Linked DNA regions of Urocitellus parryii: region 2 is linked to region 1. A link is a contact called in public Hi-C data. All regions are on one chromosome and are shown on one strand. The core of a region is the stretch at or near the end of the contact, and the rest is flanking DNA. Distances in the headings are between cores, read along the strand shown.

What was found. A called contact is a pair of places that touch in the nucleus more often than the background predicts.
Region 2: a contact with region 1 is called in a Hi-C map of muscle, with 2.8 times the contacts expected there. The contact joins the promoter of Tmem267 here to the promoter of Znf131 in region 1. A contact is called at or near these places in 2 of 2 Hi-C or Micro-C datasets (liver and muscle).

Annotation. Positions count from the first base shown.
Region 1 is chr1:36,410,360-36,415,412 of mUroPar1.hap1, forward strand. It overlaps Znf131 (zinc finger protein 131), which reads left to right and starts at 3,576. Exons shown (of 7, transcript XM_026393611.2): 1 at 3,576-3,773; 2 at 4,674-4,812. The coding sequence starts at 4,689. It also overlaps the pseudogene LOC113186211.
Region 2 is chr1:36,636,047-36,640,896 of mUroPar1.hap1, forward strand. Tmem267 (transmembrane protein 267) reads right to left here and starts at 3,160. Exons shown (of 6, transcript XM_077800217.1): 1 at 2,836-3,160. C1H5orf34 (chromosome 1 C5orf34 homolog) reads right to left here. Exons shown (of 13, transcript XM_026393600.2): 13 at 4,292-4,850.

The DNA of each region.
Region 1 (5,053 bases), core at 2,326-4,825:
CCACCACCACCACAACAATAACAGTCACCTAATTTCATTTGTAAAAAAGAAAATGACAGTTTGGCCTTTGATCAAAGCCGGGAGATCCATTCAATCCTCTGACCACACCAGCTTCATTTTGCATCCCCGCAAGCAATGAGAGAATGACTGGGAATACCAGTGCTTCCTTCACACACTTCAGGTGAGGGACCAAGATCTTAGCCCTCCCTCCCAGTGCTGGGCCTCACAGTTTCTCCTGCCCCACTCCAGGTTTCAAAAGCCCAATTTTAGTGTTTGCCAAACTTCTTGGCTGGAAGTTTTACTGCCCCCTGGTGTTATGAGGAAAGCGAGGAGAACCTCACCTGCCAACAGACCACTAGAGGGCAGCAACACGCCGGTGACAGAACAACATTGTTGTTCAGGGGCTTACTCTGGTGCTTTGGGTCCTGAGAGGCGAAGAGGCCAGTACTGCTTTCTACAACAAAATTAAGAAGGGAAAGCTTATTTTGGATTGACATGTCCAGGAATGTCTGATAGGTAAGGTGAAAAGAAATGACCAGAGGAGCTTTTGGGGGGGACACCTCATATCCAAACCATAACAGAATACTAAAATACTAAAAAAAAAAAAAAAAAAAAAAAAAAAAAAAAAAAAAATCTTGCAATCTAATGGAAAGTGAAACCAATTTGAAGTATAAGTAGAAAGTGGCACAAAGTGTAGATTATGAGCAAATCTCAATGGGTGATAACTATGTGAAACAATACAATGATGTGGGATTTGATATATATGTAAAGCAAAAATCTGGGGGGTAGAGAGGAGAGTAAAGGAAATTAATATTTTCCAAGGAATTTTCTGTAGTCTGGAAAGAGGGTAAAAATATCAAGTAATTTAATTGTTTTAAATCAAGGATTCAGGATATAAACTATAGGTTGGCCCCTAAAATAATGAATAAATAACTACCAAGGTAAAAGAAAGAGGACTCATAATATTTACCCAAATTAAGGCGAGAAATGAGGGGAAAAAATGAGGAAAACAAACCAGGCACAGTGGCATACACCTGTAATCCCAGTGGGTTGGGAGGCTGAGCAGGAGGATCATGAGTTCAAAGCCAGTCTCACCAACTTAGGCCCTAAACAACTTAGCAAGACCCTGTCTCTAAATAAAATATAACAAGGTCTGGCGATGTGACTTAGTGGTTAAGTGCCCCTGGATTCAATCCCTAGTACCACCCAAAAAATAAAAAAAAAAAAGTAACAATTCATAGGGAGACCAAGAAGCAAGTGGGGTGCAATGAGTTCCATATTTGCAATAAAGATTTAAAAGTTAAAGAAGCATCATTTGGATCTTTGTGGCCCCTTCGGCAATAACAATATCCTGAAGGTCTCCAGTACCTAGAATAGCAACCATCTTCATACCTGGATGGTTTTTTTTGCATGTCACATTATTATGCCAAGATGGGATGAGACTGCAACTTAGACACAAGATTCAGCAGCCACCAGGGAGAACACTGGTGAAAAAAAAAAAAAAATCTGGGCCTCACGTGTTATCTATCTCCTGCTTAGACTGCTATTTTTTGTGATTTTTTGCTATCTGGGCCCTGTTCTGTCTTCTTTCCTAGCTCCACAGGAATGATCAACGATCCCACTTATTTGGAATTTCCAATCCAGTATTAAATAAGAGTTCTATAATTACCATTCCTTTTCTTTCCCTAATTATTCCTTAACCTATTGGATACAGACTATCCCCTGAAACCCTCAAAAACTCCACTAAATTTGTTATTGCTAAGTCTTCTACCAAAGATGTCTAAGATATTAAATACATTTACCCCACCGTTCCCCAATCTTTATTTAGTTTGGCCACTCTGCAGCACTTGGTACTACTGAATACTTGGCCTCCCATTTTGAAACACTTGTTGGCCTTCTTGATGACATCCTCCTCTGGCTTTCCACGTTTCTTCAGTTGCAACACTTAGTCTTCAAAGTTTTTTTCCTTTTCTATTTCATCCATAGATATTGATACTTCTAAAGGAGTAAAATCCTATACCTTCCTTTTGGATGCTGTACAACCAAGAGTTCCCAACACAAATATCTTAGAAAATGGGCAAGTATCAAAAATGAAGCTGGATGACATAGCACACACCTGTAATCTCAGTAGCTTGGGAGGCTGAGGCAGAAGGACCAAGAGTTCAAAGCCAGCCTCAGCAAAAAGCAAGGTGTTAAGCAACTCAGTGAGACTCTGTCTCTAAATAAAGTACAAAACAGGGCTGGGGATGTGGCTGAGTGACCTAGTGCCCCTGAGTTCAATCCCCCACCTCCAAAAAATGAATACTATGAGCTGAGTCCCAGACATTATACAGTGGTGGGAACTGTGGTGAACTGGAGAGCTCAAATCCCATAAGGAGAGGTGTTTTTCATTTGGCTCAATCTAATTATGCAGGGCAGCAGCCCTACATACTGCAATTTCCCCAAAGTCTATTTTTATGCATAATTTCTTCATCTTAAGAAATACTGTGATTAATAATGACAATATTTTAAAAACTCCAGTAGACTGATTCAACCTGTAGCTAGCCTAACACTTCAGCAGATTCTCCTTAAGCAATATCATCTACTCCCATGTCAATATTTATTTTATGCTGAAAATTTCAAAATCTTCTTTGTTAACTCTTTCCTTTGAGTCTATATATTCATATACCCAGATGCCTTTTTTTAAAAAAAGTTTTTAGTTGTAGTTGGACACGTTTATTTTATTCATTTATTTACTTTAGGTGGCGCTGAGGTTCAAACCCAGCTCTTCGCACATGCTAGGCGAGTGCTCTCTACCACTTAGCCACAGCCCCACCCTCATCCAAATGCCTTTTTGACATCCATCATCCCTACTCAGTCTGTCTCCTTGAAATTGTCTCTCTTTGCCAGCTTGACTTTCGAAGCTTTCCATTGAAATGATAAGAAAATCTAACATATTTCACACTGTTTACAAGACCCCTGGAAGTCTTTCCCAGCAAGTCTTTCAGTGCAGGAATGCTATGAACGAGGCCCCTTTGCATATCACTTCTTACAGGCCACTGCCTCTCCTCTACCTCCACCCCCCATTACCTTGTTCTTCACATGTCATAATACTTAGCAATCAATACTCAGACAATAAATGTTTATTTACTCTACCAGGCTAAGATTCAGAATGTAGAAACCATGTGTACCTTGCACACCGCCGGATTTCCCAGTTCCTTGAACAGCGTCTAGCACAGTGTTGACTCTTAAAACATGTCCGTTGCAATAATAATTATACCCACTATTGCACATAGCTATTTGAGTTCTCTCCTAATCCTCATTCTCAAACTCCTTAAGAGAAAAAAATTGAACTTCAACTATTGCATTTTCCTCAAAAAGCCTTTCTTAGGATGAATGGGCCAGTTGCATGTGTATGGTTAACTGAGTCACAGGCCTCTTTAATGAGCAGAGGTGCGGGGTGAGAAGATCTGTAATGAGAAAATCACGAGAGTAATTCAGCGCAGATCCAGGTCCCGATCCTAGTAAACACGTGCACCGGCCGGCGCGAAGAGGGCGGGCATTGGGGAGACAGATCCCGGGCGCCTGAACGTGCTCGCTCCCGTGGCCGCTTCCACCAGGGCGTGCAGGCGAGCGCACGTGCGTCAGCTAGACCCAGCGTAAAGAGCGCCCGGGATCCGGCGAAGAAAATGATGGAGGGAAAGCTGCGGCCTGGGAACAGGGAAAGGTGTAGGGTAACCTGTGCTCTGGGAGGGGAGAGCACGGAAGGGGAGGAGAGAAGAAACGCGAGCTAGGTAAGGCAGGCCAACCTGGGCTCGCGAGGAAAATTGGGCGGGGTGGGGCGTGGCTGGAGCAGCCAGGGGATATAATCGTGGTGCGACTGGTTAGTAAGTGTATTCAGAGTACGGGGTCGAAAGCATCTGCACCTGGAGTCACGCGGGTAAGAGAAAAAGGCAGAAGGGCGGTGATTTAGGTTCCTCTCTCCGACCCAGCCAAGCTCCGTATCCGCCCAAGACAGGTTCCTTTTCTCAGCTGGCGGCCAGAGCCGCTGGGAGCTCCCAAAACCCGGCTGGCTCCGCCCCTACGCTTAGAGGGCGGTAGGGGCGTGGCCCGCCCCTTCCTCGGTTGGCGTACGCGTCAGCCGGAGCCTGACGCAGTGACGCAGTACGTCCACGTAAGTGACGCGCAGGCCCGGGCCGCTCCTCCTTCCCTGAGTGAGTGCCGGCCGGGTCGGGGCGGGGGAGAAGAGGGAGGGCGGGGGAGGGAGAGGCGACCCGGGAGTCGTTGTGGGCCGCGGGCCGGACCGGGTCCTGGGGCAGCGGGAGCTCGGGCGGGGCAGAAGGGCTTGGTGGGCCGTTAGAGCGCCGCCACGGCTGTCGGGTTCCCTCCCTTGCCGGACTTGCGCGCCCGGGCGCCCCGAGCCTCCGGCGCTGTGCCCACCCCGCTCCAGCTCGCGTCTCCCGACTCCAATTAGGTCAGGCTCGGGAGTCCCGCGGCCGCGGCTCCGGCCCGCAACGCGCGGCGGCTACTTGGCTCGCCTTTCTTTCTTCCCTCGCCTTCCTCTCTTGCCTCACCCTCCCCCCCCCCCTTCTTTTCACGTTCCTGGGTTTTGTTTTTTCGTTGTTTTGTGCTTTAGGGGTTTTGTTTCCCAGCACGAGCTCATGGGTGTACATTATCATGCTCCTCTTTTGTAGAGCAACCCGAAGGCCATGGAGGCTGAAGAGACGATGGAATGCCTTCAGGAGTTTCCTGAACATCATAAAATGATTCTGGACCGATTGAATGAACAACGAGAGCAGGATCGATTTACCGATATCACACTAATAGTCGATGGTGCGTAGGACAGTGGTCAGAGGAGCTTATTTATGGCTTCAGTTCTCCCTTTCCACCACCCACCTTTTTCCCCCTACTCTTTTTGGGCTCCCTACCAAAGTCTGGATGGTGTGCACTGAAACTGGACGACACTTGTCAGTGTCTGCTTGCATAGACAGTACTGCAGAAATCTGGTTGGTCAGTTGTTCTTTCAGTATAGCCTGGTATTCATCGCATTTTAACTTCTTGCATCCTGTTAAAG
Region 2 (4,850 bases), core at 1,910-4,409, 230 kb after region 1:
TCCTTATGTAGAGAAAAATTATTTTATTAATGATAATGGAGCCTACAACAATCCTCAAATTCTTAGTTATTTACAACAATAAAAAATATTTTCTAAAGCACTAAAATTGGGTTATATTTTATAGATTCTTCTGGTACTTTCAACTAAAACATATGAACAAAATGTAAAAGGTACTTTCATTAAAAGATTGCGAATCCCTTCTATAAACCTCAGGATGTATAATGCCCAAAATTATGATTGTTAATCATTGTCTCTACTTTAGAAAATAAACAAACATTTGACCCTTCAATGGATAAAGAAGTTAATGTGTTTAAAGATTTAAAGCATATAAAATTTATAAAAATATCCCCTTGAACCAAAGATAAATGCTATTGTTCACTTAGCTGGATAGGAACCGAGACACAGAAAGTTTGAATTAATGGCCAAGCCAGAGAGTCACAGCAGCTGCAGGAATAATACCTCTTTCAAGAACCTGTAGTCTCACCCCAGAAGGTAGACAAAAATAAAAGGTTAATATCTATTTAACTGAAAATTCATTATGTCTATAATCCACTGTATTGCATCTTCTTTCACTCATGAAACTATTTTTTATGAGCACAATATTTAACTATTACCCTGGATTTTTCATTAGTTTAGATTTTAAAAGGACTGGACAGCTAACAATAGTCACAAGTAAAAACCAATTACTTCATATATTTAAAAGATGCAAATTTGAAGTGATGGTAAATAGGAAAACTTACTGATTACAAATAACCGTATCAAAATTTATGAATAGGACTATATACACATAATAGGGCAGTAAAAATGTGTTTTATAACTGGAAAGTATCAAATAGATTGCTTGATGATAGGGGGATAAGAAGCTCCTGAGTGACCTTGGAAGCAGATCCCTCAGCCTGTCAAGCCCTCAGAGGCTTACAGTCCCCACCACCAATAAGAGGACAACTTCAGGAGACCCAACAGTCTTTTTTAAGTCCTGATTCATAGAAAGAATGAGATGATAATTTTTTTTTTTTTTTTGTAGCACTAGATACCTGTAACAGTGAAATACAGGTCCCTAGAACAGTCTGTTTTTAAGATAGGCCTGTTCCAGGAACACATACTTCTGGCAACTATTCCACTCCAACTATTGGTGCATATATTTAACATCTCTGGCTTAGATTCTAAATATGAGAAAGCTGGATGTAATTATTATAATTCCTCTATTTATTGTTTCTGATTAGAACGTTGCTACAGTCTATAAAGGGGTGAACGTTCCCCAAAGGCTGATGTGTTGGGAGGCATGGTTCCCAAGGTGAGGATATTAAGGAGGTGGTTGGATCTTTAAGAGATGGGACCTCATGGGAGATCCTTAGGTGTTTGCAGGCCCAGCTCTTGAAAGGGATTAAAGTAGTTCTTGTAGAATCTTTGGTAGTTTCCCTGAAAGGGTTGTTAATAAAAACCTCAGCTGGCCCCACCCCAGCTCTCTGGCTTCCTATATCCTGATTGCTTGCTCCTACTCGGTGCTGCATCTGCCAGGAATGGATGCAGCCAAGAGGCCTCTCACCAGAACTGAGTAGATAACAGACACCAAATTCTTGAACCTCTGAAACTGTAAGTAAAATAAATCTCTTTTCTTCCTAAAGTTAGCTACCTGAAGGATTTTGTTACAGCAAAGAAAAACTAATATAGAACCTAAGTGTGCTCATTTTTCTTAATCCGTTTTCTTTCATTTCCACTTTCTACTCATCCCACTACAAATAAAATGAACCCCTGAACTTCCTAAACTTCGAATCTTTATGTTTATTTTACTCCTTCACTTTTGTTGGGAATGTCCCTGAAGAGCAACAATTATAATTTTCTTTTAAACTTGTCATGCATAAAATCTGATGTGCTTAAGTTGTTGAACAAATGTTTCATTATACTAATACAAGAGGTGAACACATAAGCAATCCTTAGGTTGTGAGTATTCCTTCCAGATTTCTGCAACAGGGTGTGAATGTGGTGCTGGGGAATTGAACCCAGGGGCTTATGCCTACCAGGTAAGCGCTCTACCATTGAGCTACATCCCCAATTAATCCTCTGCCTACAAAGATATTTAGATTGATCTCTTTACTACAATAGCCAGACACCCATACCATAAATTCTTCTCTGTAACTTGCAGAAGACACTTTCTCCAGTGGCCCAACAACAGTCCCATTACAGCAAATGCCATTAACTACTGGGCATTCAAAGGACAGAATAGTACCCCCCCCCTCCTTAACTCTACAAACACATAATTAGTTGGTCTCTTGAAGTATATGCTATCGTGTTTTGTTTGCTACTCATCTCTTAAACATTATTTCTGCCCAAACAAATAAGAAAAAAATTCAAAGTAAATCTCATCTTCTGATTCAATCTTCCTGAGTCCCACCAATATCATAAATTTACAAAAGGTAAAAGTAGTCAAAAATCCAAAAAACTTCCTTTATCACGCTTTACAAATAAGTCCTCTTCACTAACCTGCAGTTGCTGTGAAACTTCATTTCTTTAATGCTAAAACACCAAAAGCAGGTGCCAAATCTAATGCACATAATTGGTAAAGGGAGAAAGCAGAAATCTTGCTCACATTTACTGAAACTTTATAGCCATGAGATCTCGGCACATAAAATTTTTAGTTTCTATGATCGCTACAAATAAAACATACAGTTCTTAATTTCAACATGTTCAGCAAATTCCCAGTCATGTTTTTCTGAGGTTGGTGTGATGCAATGATTTTTAGAATATCAATTTAAAAAATGGGATAGGAAGTCCTGGGGTCTCTTGGAAGGGACCATATCAAACATCACTGAACCCAGGGCTCGAAGGTCTCTTCTACCTGTTAAAGAAGGTAGTGGGCTCCTTCTGCAAGACTCCCGCACCCTGCCCAGGGCCAGGCCAACGCCAAGGGCGCAGAGTCCTGGAAAGGTTGGGTGTCTACGGGATCCAGAAGGTGCCAAAGCCAGAGGGAAGAGTTGGGGCTCCGCGCAGACCACTGGGCCACCAGACAGCGCCGGCCCGCAGTCAGGCACACCCGGAGTGCCTTCCCTCCCCGCCCCTTCAGCCAGGACCTGCCAGGTTTCAGCGTCGGACGGGCCCAGCCTCTGGCTTCCCTCAGTGCGCAGTTTCGCGTCCATTCTGTCCCCTCCCGTCCGACCCCTAGCAGCAGCTATACCCACCCTCAGTTCTCGCAGCTGCAGCGCGCAGCGGCCCCACCCCTGGGTCGGCACCATTGAGACGCCGGTTGCGGGCCAGAGCAGCCCTAGCTTCAACGTCCGCCCAGAGGACGCCGGGAAACCGGCCCTTTTCGGAGCTGAGAGGAAGCGATACTCCGGTGCACGATGGTTGAGCCTGTGGGTGCCTTGAACAAACCACAAACCTCCCTAAAAGAGACCTTTGGACGACAGGGTAGGAGGTGGAAAGTGCGTTCTTGGTTTCCTTCTGTCAAACCTCAGGATTCGTTTCTCCGCTTAAGTGGTTTCAAGTCTTAACCGCTAACCTCCCCACGACGCACCCAAGTGGAGGCTGGGAAGCTGGGGACCGAGAAGTGGCTTCACCTAATGTGGGACGCGCAGTCCGTTGTGGGTCTCGAAGGTGTAGAGATACTTCCAGCTTCTTTCATTGGTCCTTCTGGGTTGTCGTGGAGTTTTTCAAGAGGCGGTGGGATCCCAAGCCTGCTCAGACCTGACGTTCCTCAGTAGCGCTTTACCGCCACCTTGGGGTGTTGTCGATAAATCTTTGCTACTATGCTGGTGGATGTTGGAAGCTAGACTTTTGGACAGTGACGTAGCTAGAACACTTAAGCATGACTACTAAAATGTTTAGGGGAAAAAAAAAAAAAACTGCAAACAGGGCTGCTTGAAACTAACTGGATTCACCAGTTTGTTTGCAGGGACTGCGACCAGGTGCTTCCCATCTCCCTGCTTCGCAGTTTTGGGTACTGCCTTCATCACGGAAACATCTACCTTAGAAAAAGGACCAGCCCCAAATAAAACGCCTCTTACAGAGGGACATTTTTTCACCTTTCTTAGCGTTTCTCAAAACAAGTGTCAAATGGAAAGGAAGGGCAGCAGTGGAATAAATAACTTAGTTGAAGGAATGTTTAATCTCAAGCAAATTCCTAGGCTGTCCACAGAATCTCAGTTTCTCAACCACAGAACTTTTCATTGCTTGTCACAGTCTATAATTTGAGTGCTTTTAGCCATGGTAAAGGCACACTTTCTGTCTGAATACAGTTGTTTCATAATAGTCTTGGGTTTCTGGAGCTGAGGGACAACATAGATGACCTCCTGTGAACCAAAGCAGAACAAATTGTTGGTTTTCTGTCTCTAGTCAATTTACTACCTAAAGACACTGATCCATTTACACAACATATACTGAGTGCTGTGTGTGCCAGGCACTATGGTAACAAGGCTACAAAATTACTTTATGGAGGATATTCTAGTAGTGGATATTGGCCATAATGAAGCAAACAAGCTGGGCAGATTGTGGTAGGCACTTACAGGAAGTAAACAGGGTGGATATTAGAGTTGAGAGAAGAGTAACCTGTCAAGTAGTTAGGGAGGTTTCTTTGAAGAAATATTTTTGCTAATATCTAAAATATGAAGAAGCCCAGAGTGAGGAGCTAAAAAGAGAACCTTGTGCCCCTTCAACTCATTGACATGATCACTACAAATCTAGTAATTCTTTTCTCTTCATTGTTTTCCTTTGTTGCTTTATCTTAACTTTAGATATGAGGAATCTGATTATTTATTTATTTGTGGTGCTATTATTTTATTTTTGAATCGAACTCGGGGCCTTGTGCATTCGATGCAAGCATTTTACCAACTGAGCTATATTCCCAGCCCCAGCCTG